2 separate regions of the Mus musculus genome follow, and region 2 is linked to region 1. The links are chromatin contacts, called in public Hi-C maps. All regions are on one chromosome and are shown on one strand. Each heading gives the region's core, a stretch centred on a gene start, on an enhancer-like site or on the middle of the called end of the contact. The rest is flanking DNA. Distances are from core to core; before and after follow the strand shown.

Region 1 (4,826 bases), core at 808-3,307:
CCATCCGTAATGAGATCTGACTCCCTCTTCTGGAGTGTCTGAAGACAGCTACAGTATACTTACATATAATAAAAAAAATAAATAAATCTTTAAAAAAAATGATGCTGGGAGTGAAACTCAAGTCCTCTGAGGGAAAGAGAGTGTATGTAGAGGGAGAAACTGTTTGACTGGAGTCCCTGGCTTCCTCCCCTCCCTGACGTGGTCCCTAAATTCCAGTTTTCTCTTCCTCTCCAACAATGGACCATTTGGAAAGCCTCGGAATAGAAAAAAATGGCAAAAACCTAGTCCCACATTCCTGACAGCTGTCCTAATCACCCCACCTCACCAGAAGTCACCAGCCACCCAAGCCCCTTACCCTAGATGACCATACCAGGGCATAAGCGTATGGCAGACATGTCATTTTCCTTCACCTACAATCTATTAAAAAAACCTTCTCCAGCCATAGTCTATTCTTGACATTTTCTTGTCTTGTCCTGAGCCTAGTGAACTTTCCCAGGAGCCCATTCCCAAATAAACCTACATTTTTTTTTTAAACTTCTTAATTTGGTTTGAATTGGCTTTTTTTTTTTTTTTTTTTTCTGGCAGAGAAAAACCTATTAGTAGTGATTCAACAAAAGATTCTGGGAGGCCCTTGCTTTGGACTAAGTTTGCACACCATGTCCATCCAGCAAAGCTGATCAAACCAAAGTGGAGTCAGTCATGCTGAGTGGCAGGGAATCTAAGTGAAAGGTTAGAGAACCCAAAGGGTCCCAACAGTAAGAGGAGATAAGATGCCGGTTCACCTAAGATAGCCAAATAAGGAAGTCTGAGAACCAAGCCATGGTTCTGATTCTGTGTTCCCTTCTCAGGAATCCTAGTCCTGCTCTTACTGCCTGTATAAAGTGAGAGCATACAGCCGAGGGGAGGGTTATTTAGATCGGAGGGAGAGTTCAGCCTGAGGCATCTGGAAAAGTCCACAGAAGGGAGAGAAAGCTCTCTATCGGACTTGGCCAGCAGGGTAGGTCAGGCCATGAGAGGAGTGGGCACTGGGAAGAAAGGTGGAAGAGAAGAGAGAAAAGCAAAAGAGAGGACAGAGGGTGGGGTAGGGAAAGGGGGAGGAGCAGGGGGAGGGGAGGGGGGAGAGAGAGAGGGTCAGTAGGACTAAGTACCAGCCTGAAATGGCGGGGTTATATAGGAATGAGAAGCTTGGGGAACTGAAGCCCAAGAGCTGGAGAAGTTTAGAGCAGGAGGTGGGTTGAGAAACGCTAAAAGGAGCCACAGGTACCACGTAAGCCTGGAGGCCAGCAGACACTGTGGTATGTTACTGGGCACCTTAAGCAGCCATTTTGTCTTGAGTTTCTCTTTGCACTGCCTAGTGAAAGCTCTCCCACTGTGTTAGTGAAGATGCTTCAATTCGTGAATTCCCATTAACAGCTCATCACTCGGAATTTGGCTTTTTAAAATTATATATATTATATATTTTAATATGTACATTTAAAATAATTTTGAAATATATATATATGTATATGTGTGTGTATATCTATATAAATTATCTTTTTTTTTTTTTTTTAAAGCCAAATTGCTGGGCCAGTCTGTAATCCTAGCTCTTGGGGAAGGCTGAGTCGGGAGAAGGGCTGAGTGTTGTGAGCTAGAAACCAAGGCCATCTCTCTAAACACCCAACCAGGAGCTAAGGAGATGGCTCAGTGGTTAAGAACATTTGCTCTAGCAGAGGACCCGAATTTGGTCCCTGGCTCCCTTATGGTGGCACATAACCATGTGTAATTGGATCTGACGCCCTCTAGTGACCTCCACTGGCACCAGGCACGCACGTGGTGCAAATATGTACAAGCAGGCAAAGTACTCACACGTGTAACAAATAAATACAAAACCCAAAACAACCTGTCTGTCCAAACCAGTTGGGTGGTTTTTTTGTTTTTGTTTTTAACGCCCGGCGCTTAAGGCGACGAAAGGATACTGTTATCTACAGAAGAGCAGGCACTCCCTGGCTTCCGTCCTCCCTAGGCGGCTCCGTCCTCCTCCCTCTCCCGGCAGCCCTTGCGCGGGGAGGCGGGCCCGCGTCCGACCCGCCCCCTCGCAGACTCGCGGGCGGGAGGTTTGAAGACCCAGAGGGCCCGCGGACGCTGCAGCAGTCCCGCTCGCGCTCCAGGGTGCAGGGCTGAGGCAGGGCCCACGGGTGGGTCCCCTCCCCGGTCACCGAGCGCTGCGCAACGAGGACGAGCGAACCCTGCGGGGACAAGCGACCGCGGCGCTGACCTGCGCCCTGAAGCCGCGGTGCGGCGGGCTGACTCCTGCCAGGTCGCCGGAGAGCTTCAGGGCCGCCCGTGAGCGATCAGGTCTCGGCTGTCGTGTGTCACTGAGCCGGGCGCTCTCGGCGAGGGAAGGGAACCCGGAGCCCTTGCGCACACACACACACACCCCTAAGCCTGACGCGGCGAGCCCAGGGGGCACGGCCTGCGCATGCGCACCCCTCTGCCTTCCTGCCGGCGCACGCTCGGTCCCGCAGCTTCAAGCTGGTCGGGTCATGGAGGCCTCGGGAGGCGTTGGGGGCGCCTTTCTGAAAGGTGAGGAGACACGCCCAGTAGGGAGGGGGCTGGGGTCTAGGCTCCCAGCGCCTGGTTGTCTTGCCTGGGCCGCCGGGATCGGCTCCCAGGCCAGGTCCCATCCCATCTCAGGGCTCCCTACGCCCGAGGTCCTCTCACATCCTAGGTTCCCTCACACCCGGAGTCCCCTCACTCAGGATCCCGACCACCTGTGTGGACACCCCACATACATTCACCCTGTGACCTTCATCGACCCCTATGTGTTCCCCAATCCCCCCACCCCACCCCGGTGCAGGCTGAGCCCTGGAGAGCTGGCGGGAGGATAGGCTCCTGTCTTAGCTTTCTGGGATCCTCTTGCCTCTATGGCCTCTGCAGTTGTGGGATCAGGAAAAGTAAGAATTTGGTAATAGTGTGATGGCCTCTGGAGGGTCCTACCTGAGTAGAGCTGCCTGACACTTGTGGAGCTCACCTTTTTTTTTGTTGTTGTTGTATTTTTGTCGTGCTAACACGTGCTCAGAACATGGGACCCTGGGTGAGGAGATTCCAAGTATAAATATATTTTATATATTTATATATTATATTTATTATAGCTATGTGTTTATTATATTTATATCATATATGTGTATATATATTTAAATTTTTATTTATTATTTTAGAAAGCAAGTTTGCCTCCAACTTGCTATGTAGCTGAGGCTGACTTATCTCTGTTTTTTAATTTGGTTTGGGGGTGTGGGGTGGGGGTGTGGGCTTGCTTGTGTAACAAAGTTTCTCTTGTGGCTCTAGCCTTCCTGGACCTGGAAACTCTGTCTCAGTCTGTAGACCAGGCTGACCTCAGAGATCTGCCTACCTCTGCCTCTCAAATACTGGTTTTAAAGGGATACACCACCACCACATGCTTTGGCGTAGAACTCTTGCCTCTACTTTATAATCACTATGTGCTAAGATACCCAACTTCATATAAATAATTTATTAGAACTGAACTGTATTAGCTTGACTATGCTATGGCCATAGAATCGTGTTATTGGAAGATAGTCTGGGCCAGAAAGCCTGGAATGATTACTATATCTGTTTCTTTACAGAAAGCATAATCCAGGATAATTATAAATCTTCCTGGATGAGGAAGATTTAAAATACTACCAAAATGGCAAGGATGATGTTTTGAATAGATTCGTAATAAGAAATCTTCACGTAATAGGAAACTTTCACTTTTTTTTCCCTAAAATAAACAGAACAAGAGAAGAATCTATTGTGGGAGGGGGTGTGCAATTCCTAGTGTGTGGTTCCTGCTAAGATCTTGCTTATTTTCAGATGTTGTGGCCTATGTTGAAGTATGGTCTTCCAAAGGGACAGAGAATTACTCAAGGACGTTTGCAAAGCAACTTGAGGATATGGGGGCAACGGTAAGAAATTAATATCAAAATGACTGATAACCTGGTGTTTTCTCGTTATGGGAGCTGTTCCTTAGAACACGAAGGACTTAGCAGTGGGTGAGTGGTAGGAGGCAGAACAAACCAACCAAATACAAGTTGGACAGCAGTGCTTACAGAGGAGATAGTCTTGGAGGCATTGTGTTAGGAGGAGTCTAGTGGGAGACTTGAGTCTGGCATTGGTTCAGTGAGGGCTGGTACTCGCAGTGGAGAGAGTAAAGATGCAGGAGAATGAGCAGGTTTCCAAGGGAAGATTGTGACCGTAGGCATATTGGAAACATCTCATAGGCATTTGATTACTCATGTCTGGAGCTTGAGGCAGTCAGATCTGTAGACTGATGTGGGGGTCAGCAGAGGATGGAACCTTACTCAGATCCTGAGGAGTCCTAAAGGAGGAGGAGGAGGAGTGTTTAAGGACCAGTGATGGCCTGACCACCAACCTGGGAACAAGAAAGGGAAAAAAAATTGTCAGGAGAATATCAAAAGCAAGTATGAAAGAATTTAAGAGGTGTGGATTCAGAACAGCAGAGCCTTAAGGAACGGTAAGATGTGCTTAAGGCTTGTCAGTTATGAGGCGATTGCTCTAGCTCACTTTCTTTTTAAAGGACAAAAGGGTTCAAGGTGAGTCTGAGATTCCTGACTTAGGAAGAAATGGAGATAGTAAACTCAGACTGCTCTGATAGGAAGCTATACTGGCTTGACACAAGCTGGAGTCATCACAGAGAAAGGAGTTTTGGGTGAGGAAATGCCTCCTTGAGATCCAGCTGTGAACGGAAGTCCAAGGATCTACCAGTGTTCAGTCCCACAAGACAAGCAGACAAAGAGAGTGAATCTTCCTTCTTCCAATGACCTTACCTA
Region 2 (4,826 bases), core at 1,734-4,233, 3.5 Mb after region 1:
CAAAAGGTGGGGCAGGGAGGGACTGAAAGTTCTAACACCCAAACCATGTGGCTGGTTTCTCTGGTGGCCACCAATTCCTGCCTCTTAACCGATCCCAGGGAAGCTGAAGGGCTCTTCTTGTGAACAATAAAACATTTTCCTCTCACTCTGAATAAAGAAATCTCAAGGTCCAGGAGGGCGGGACAAAGATCAAATATGTGTTTCCTATTATCAAACCTGTGCCTCAGGACTTGGACACTTGGGCAGCTCAGAATGCTTCCCTGAAATCTGAACCACTGGGAGATGCAGGCCAGTGGGAATCTGCCCTGGAAGGCTTGTCGGATCATCCACTAAAACAGAGCCATCGTTATCATTCCGTATCCCTCCCCATTCCCTTCCCCTGAGGCTCAGGGGGGGAATCGAACCCACAAAGAGATGAGAATAAGGACCTGGTTCAGATTGACCTCGCCAACCTGGATCAGACTTCAGGGAGTCTAATGCCAGGCACTTCACAGCCAGAATATTTAAAACACAATTTTGGTAAGGGTTTCCAGGCAACAGTCATTTCAATCTAGGTGCACAGTAAAGCTTGAAGTGTGACTACATAGAAATTCCTTTGCAAACTACATGTGACCGCAAAGGAGGTAGGTAGGTTCTTTAGCTAAAAGGCCTAGAATGTAGTGTGGTTTCATAGGATGGTAGAGATCAGCAGGCCATAAAGTACTCCTGACATCTCCCCTAAAGGTGGGTGACAGTCTAGGGAGGGAAGAGTCTGGGATAAGTATTCTGGGGAATTTGGGTGAGGTGTGCCCCTATAGCAAAAGGTAGGTGAGTCTGCCTCCACAGATAGAAAATAGATCACCAGGTCATTAACAAAATCTACCCTCAGCTTTCTGGATGGAATGAAGGTATTTGATTTTTACACCCCTCCCCACTTGAGGAGACACCCCAGCTTGATTAACATTTCTGGTTCTCTTAGTGCTTCTCTGTGAGTAAAAAACCTTTGTGCCCCCAACACCTACCCCTGCTGGTAAATCGCACCCCTAAGCCATTCTATAGGAAAGTAAACTTCCCTAAAGGAAAGGTCTTAAGTCATAGCTGCATATAAAGGTCCTGGGACCTTAGCATTTCTGAAACAATATCCAAAAAAGCACGTGCTGAACCACAGCAAGGACAAAGTGGCAATAGAATGGTAACAGGCAGGTGAGGTCTGGAAATGCAGTCACTAGCAGAATGCTAGAGGCCCTGTGTTGGTCCTGAGCACAGAGTTAAGGCAAAAATCTATGTCAGAGCACAGAACCATGGGTTTGCCTTTCAGCACCGCAAAAAAACTGAATAAAGACAAAGTGGCACGGGTCCTAAGAATCGAACGAGTAAACACATGGGAGTAAAAACTAATACAGTGTCACGCATATAATAAGTTCAGTGACTTCGCCTAAAGCCATTATCAGTGTAATTCAGAAGCGGGTGAGGCCAACAAGAGACAGAGCAGTTAACCGACTGCTTCCACAGAGGAGCAGGTCTTCAATTTCACCTGATTAGATAAAGACTTTACTCTTTCAGGGGGACACTGACAAAGATAGGGGGCATCTCCTTCTCTGCTCTGGCCACCCCTACCCGGTGTGGGCTGTCTTCACACCTACTCAGCCACCTCTCTCCCTGCCTGTCCATTAACCTACACCCCTCTCATTCCTACACACCAGAGTCTACATGAATTTCACTAACAAGGGACGCTGGATAAAACTGCTGGATTAATTAGTTTCAGAGACCTGAACAAAAGGAGCAAGCTCCAATCCAGCAATCCAGACCTAAAGAAATACGCCCAGTATTAAATTCGATGTCAATAACCAAGTGTAAGGCCAGTTGAATGGCTCGATGAGTGGATGCACACAATCTTGAAGCCCTAGGACCTGTTTGCTGAAAGGAGGGAAAACCAACTCCTGGACGTCTTCTGCTGACCTCTCACGCCTAGATTCTCTCCCCCTCCATTCTTCCCCATATACACATAAAACAAATAAATAAATGCTTTAAAAAAAAAAAAGACTCAAGTACAAGTAGGGCAAGATGGCTCAGTGGGTAAAGGCACTAGCTTTTAAACCCGACGACCCGACACACTGACACACATGGTGGGAAAAGCAGCACTAAGTCCAGCAAGATGCCCCTAACCTCCATCACACACACACACACACACACACACACACACAACAATTCAAGTGCAAAGATCACGTCAACTGGGAAAGAAAGGAAGCAATCGCCATGACCACCCAAGAGGGAACCACCAACAGACTATGGGGAACACCTATGACACTCTGGGAAACAATCTACAAAGTATAACTAATTGGAAAAAAAAAGTTCCGAGAACATAAAACGTGATTTCAATTAAGCTAGACAAAATATTTTAAAACAATGCACAAATCTTCAAGAATTCATCATATGCCTGCGACCTATACAAGTTTCAGTAAGTATTTGTTGATTGAAAACGCACATGAAGAAAAGAAAAACAGACCTGCTTTTCATGTTAAATATTCTACGCTGTTTGCATCTCTAAGAGGCTGCATTAATTAACCCCCTGTATTATTAAATGAATGCCTTCAAGGTACAGGACTTGGATGTAGACCTTTTGAGGAGCATTAGCCAGGCATTAGCGAGGTATTAGCACTCCCAGGAGCAACTAGAGTTTTTATACAGCAAGCCCACGCTCAAGAGCTCTTTAATAAGGACCGGGGAAAGTTCTGGGCTCGAAATCGTTGTACACCAGAGGGCTAGTGGCACCCTTGATCTAGAGGGTTTTCCTCCCGGGTTCTCAGGGGTACGTGTCCACAGTCACGAGCCCTGGAGGAACCGAGGAGAAAAGCGCTTTGAGCAGGTGCGTACACGCTGCGGTCAGGCAAAGGAAACTTACTTTCCGACTGGCCTCTTTGGCTGTGACCTGTCTCTCCTGTTCAGGCATCGTCCCCACAGACGCCAAGTTCTTCCTGGGATCCATCCCCGAGCCCAAAGGTCACCTGGTTGGGGGGAGGGAAGGGCGACTTTACAAGCCAGGGAGAGGAGGCGCGAAGAAGCGCATCCGTGGTTCCTGGGGAACACAGGGCTCAGATCTCCCAGCCCCGGCGCTGCGGACTACGGACAGCGAGGTCCGCGGTGCGCTGCAGATAGGGTGCAGCGAGGACCACAGTCTCAGGACGCCCGCTCCAGCGCAGCCCCCTCTCCACCCCGCGCCCCGCTACTGCGGCCGCTGGGGACTCGCCGACACCTCTGAAAGAGCGGACTCTGTACTGGAAGATTAGCTCGTCGCCCGCCCGGACCTCCCATTGGGTCCCAACCGGCTGGCAGCGCCGCGGTGGGGGCAGGGCTGGGCGCCCTCAAGGGGGCTTCCAGACGGGAGGGGGGGGAGCGAAGTGGGCGGGGCGAGTGGGGTGGGAGGGGCGAGAGAGCCGGCTGTCCATCACAAGCCACGCCCCACCACCGCCACCGCAGCGGCGTGGCCCAAGTGGGATGGGCCCGTGTGCGCCCCGCCTGTGGGAAGCGGCTATTAGGCAACCTGCAGGAAGGCGTGTAAGCGGGGGGCGTGGCTAACGGCACACGCTTCCTCAGGAGCCAATAGGATAGAAGAACAGGCAAGCGCTTCCGGGCTGTGAGAGGGGAGGGTGGGATAAGATGGCGGCGGACACTGGGAGCTGGTGCGTGTACGCCGTGCTGCGGTGAGGATCTGGTGGCCTGAGCTCACGAGGGCGTGGAGGGTTTGGAGGCAGTCCAGATAAAGTCTGTAGAAGCGCTTTCTTCGTGCCTCGGTTTACCTCGGTTGTTTCGCATGCCGATCAGCTGTTTTCCTTAACTGGCTACCTGCTGCTTCGTAAACCAGTTGGTTGACTCTCTGCTACTTGACCATCTGTTGATTTCTTCTTTCCTGGTTGATGTTTAAAGTTGTAAATATATTGGTTTTGCCTTTGAGATACATATCGTTTCTTATGTAAGAATTACATAAAGTTGGTAGAAATAAACAGGAATGTTAACCACCCGGTGGTCACTACTATTGTAATAGTTCCATATTTCAAAAGTTGTTTCTGCCCTATGAAAGCCTACCTAAGTTCATATGTGTTTTTGTTCAGGTTGAACATTTATAGCTAGCGAAATAGCGTTCTGAAGAGCAGTGGATACATGCATTCTTGCCAGAGTTTGTATTACATCTTCCTTTCTGAGCTGTCTGCTTCAAGGTCTGTAGTGATTGCTAAAAATATGAATAGGCTAGTTTGTTCTAGCACATTCTTGGCCTTTTCCCGATAAATGGAATGCTGCCAGCTCTGTACAGTGTACATTGTCATGAGTGACTTTCTGCATTATAATGGTCATTGATAAGTAATTCAAAGCTTTGGATTACAGTTACCTTTCTTCCAAGCATTTGGTTTAAATATGGGTATGTATTGGCTAGGAATCAAGTGTTTACCTAACATCTTTGAGGCCCTGAATCACCAGTCATCACCACTAAGGGGAAAAAAATTAATTTTTTTTGTTTTTTTGTTTTGTTTTGTTTTTGTTTTTCGAGACAGGGTTTCTCTGTATAGTCCTGACTGTCCTGGAGCTCACTTTGTAGACCAGGCTGGCCTCAAACTCAGAAATCCTCCTGCCTCTGCCTCTCAAGTGCTGGGATTAAAGGCATGTGCCACCACCGCCCGGCACTTTTTTTTTAAATAATTTTTTTAGCAGACTTAGGAGCTACAGAACTTAATATTAAGCAAGTGTGTAAAAAGTAAACCTTAGTTTGTAGCTGACTTTTTAAATTGACAACAGGTTGATTTTCACCTTTTATTTATCTCAGGTTTTTCTATTCACTCTTCTTTCCTGGACTG

The links. A called contact is a pair of places that touch in the nucleus more often than the background predicts.
Region 2: a contact with region 1 is called in a Hi-C map of CD4 T cells, with 6 times the contacts expected there. The contact joins the promoter of Atp7b here to the promoter of Mcph1 in region 1. A contact is called at or near these places in 1 of 39 promoter capture datasets (cranial neural crest) and 1 of 484 Hi-C or Micro-C datasets (CD4 T cells).

Annotation. Positions count from the first base shown.
Region 1 is chr8:18,593,074-18,597,899 of GRCm38.p6, forward strand. Mcph1 (microcephaly, primary autosomal recessive 1) reads left to right here and starts at 2,058. Exons shown (of 14, transcript NM_173189.3): 1 at 2,058-2,562; 2 at 3,850-3,941. The coding sequence starts at 2,523.
Region 2 is chr8:22,057,091-22,061,916 of GRCm38.p6, forward strand. Atp7b (ATPase, Cu++ transporting, beta polypeptide) reads right to left here and starts at 2,984. Exons shown (of 21, transcript NM_007511.2): 1 at 2,882-2,984. The coding sequence starts at 2,965. Alg11 (asparagine-linked glycosylation 11 (alpha-1,2-mannosyltransferase)) reads left to right here and starts at 3,631. Exons shown (of 4, transcript NM_001243161.1): 1 at 3,631-3,680; 2 at 4,796-4,826. The coding sequence starts at 3,637.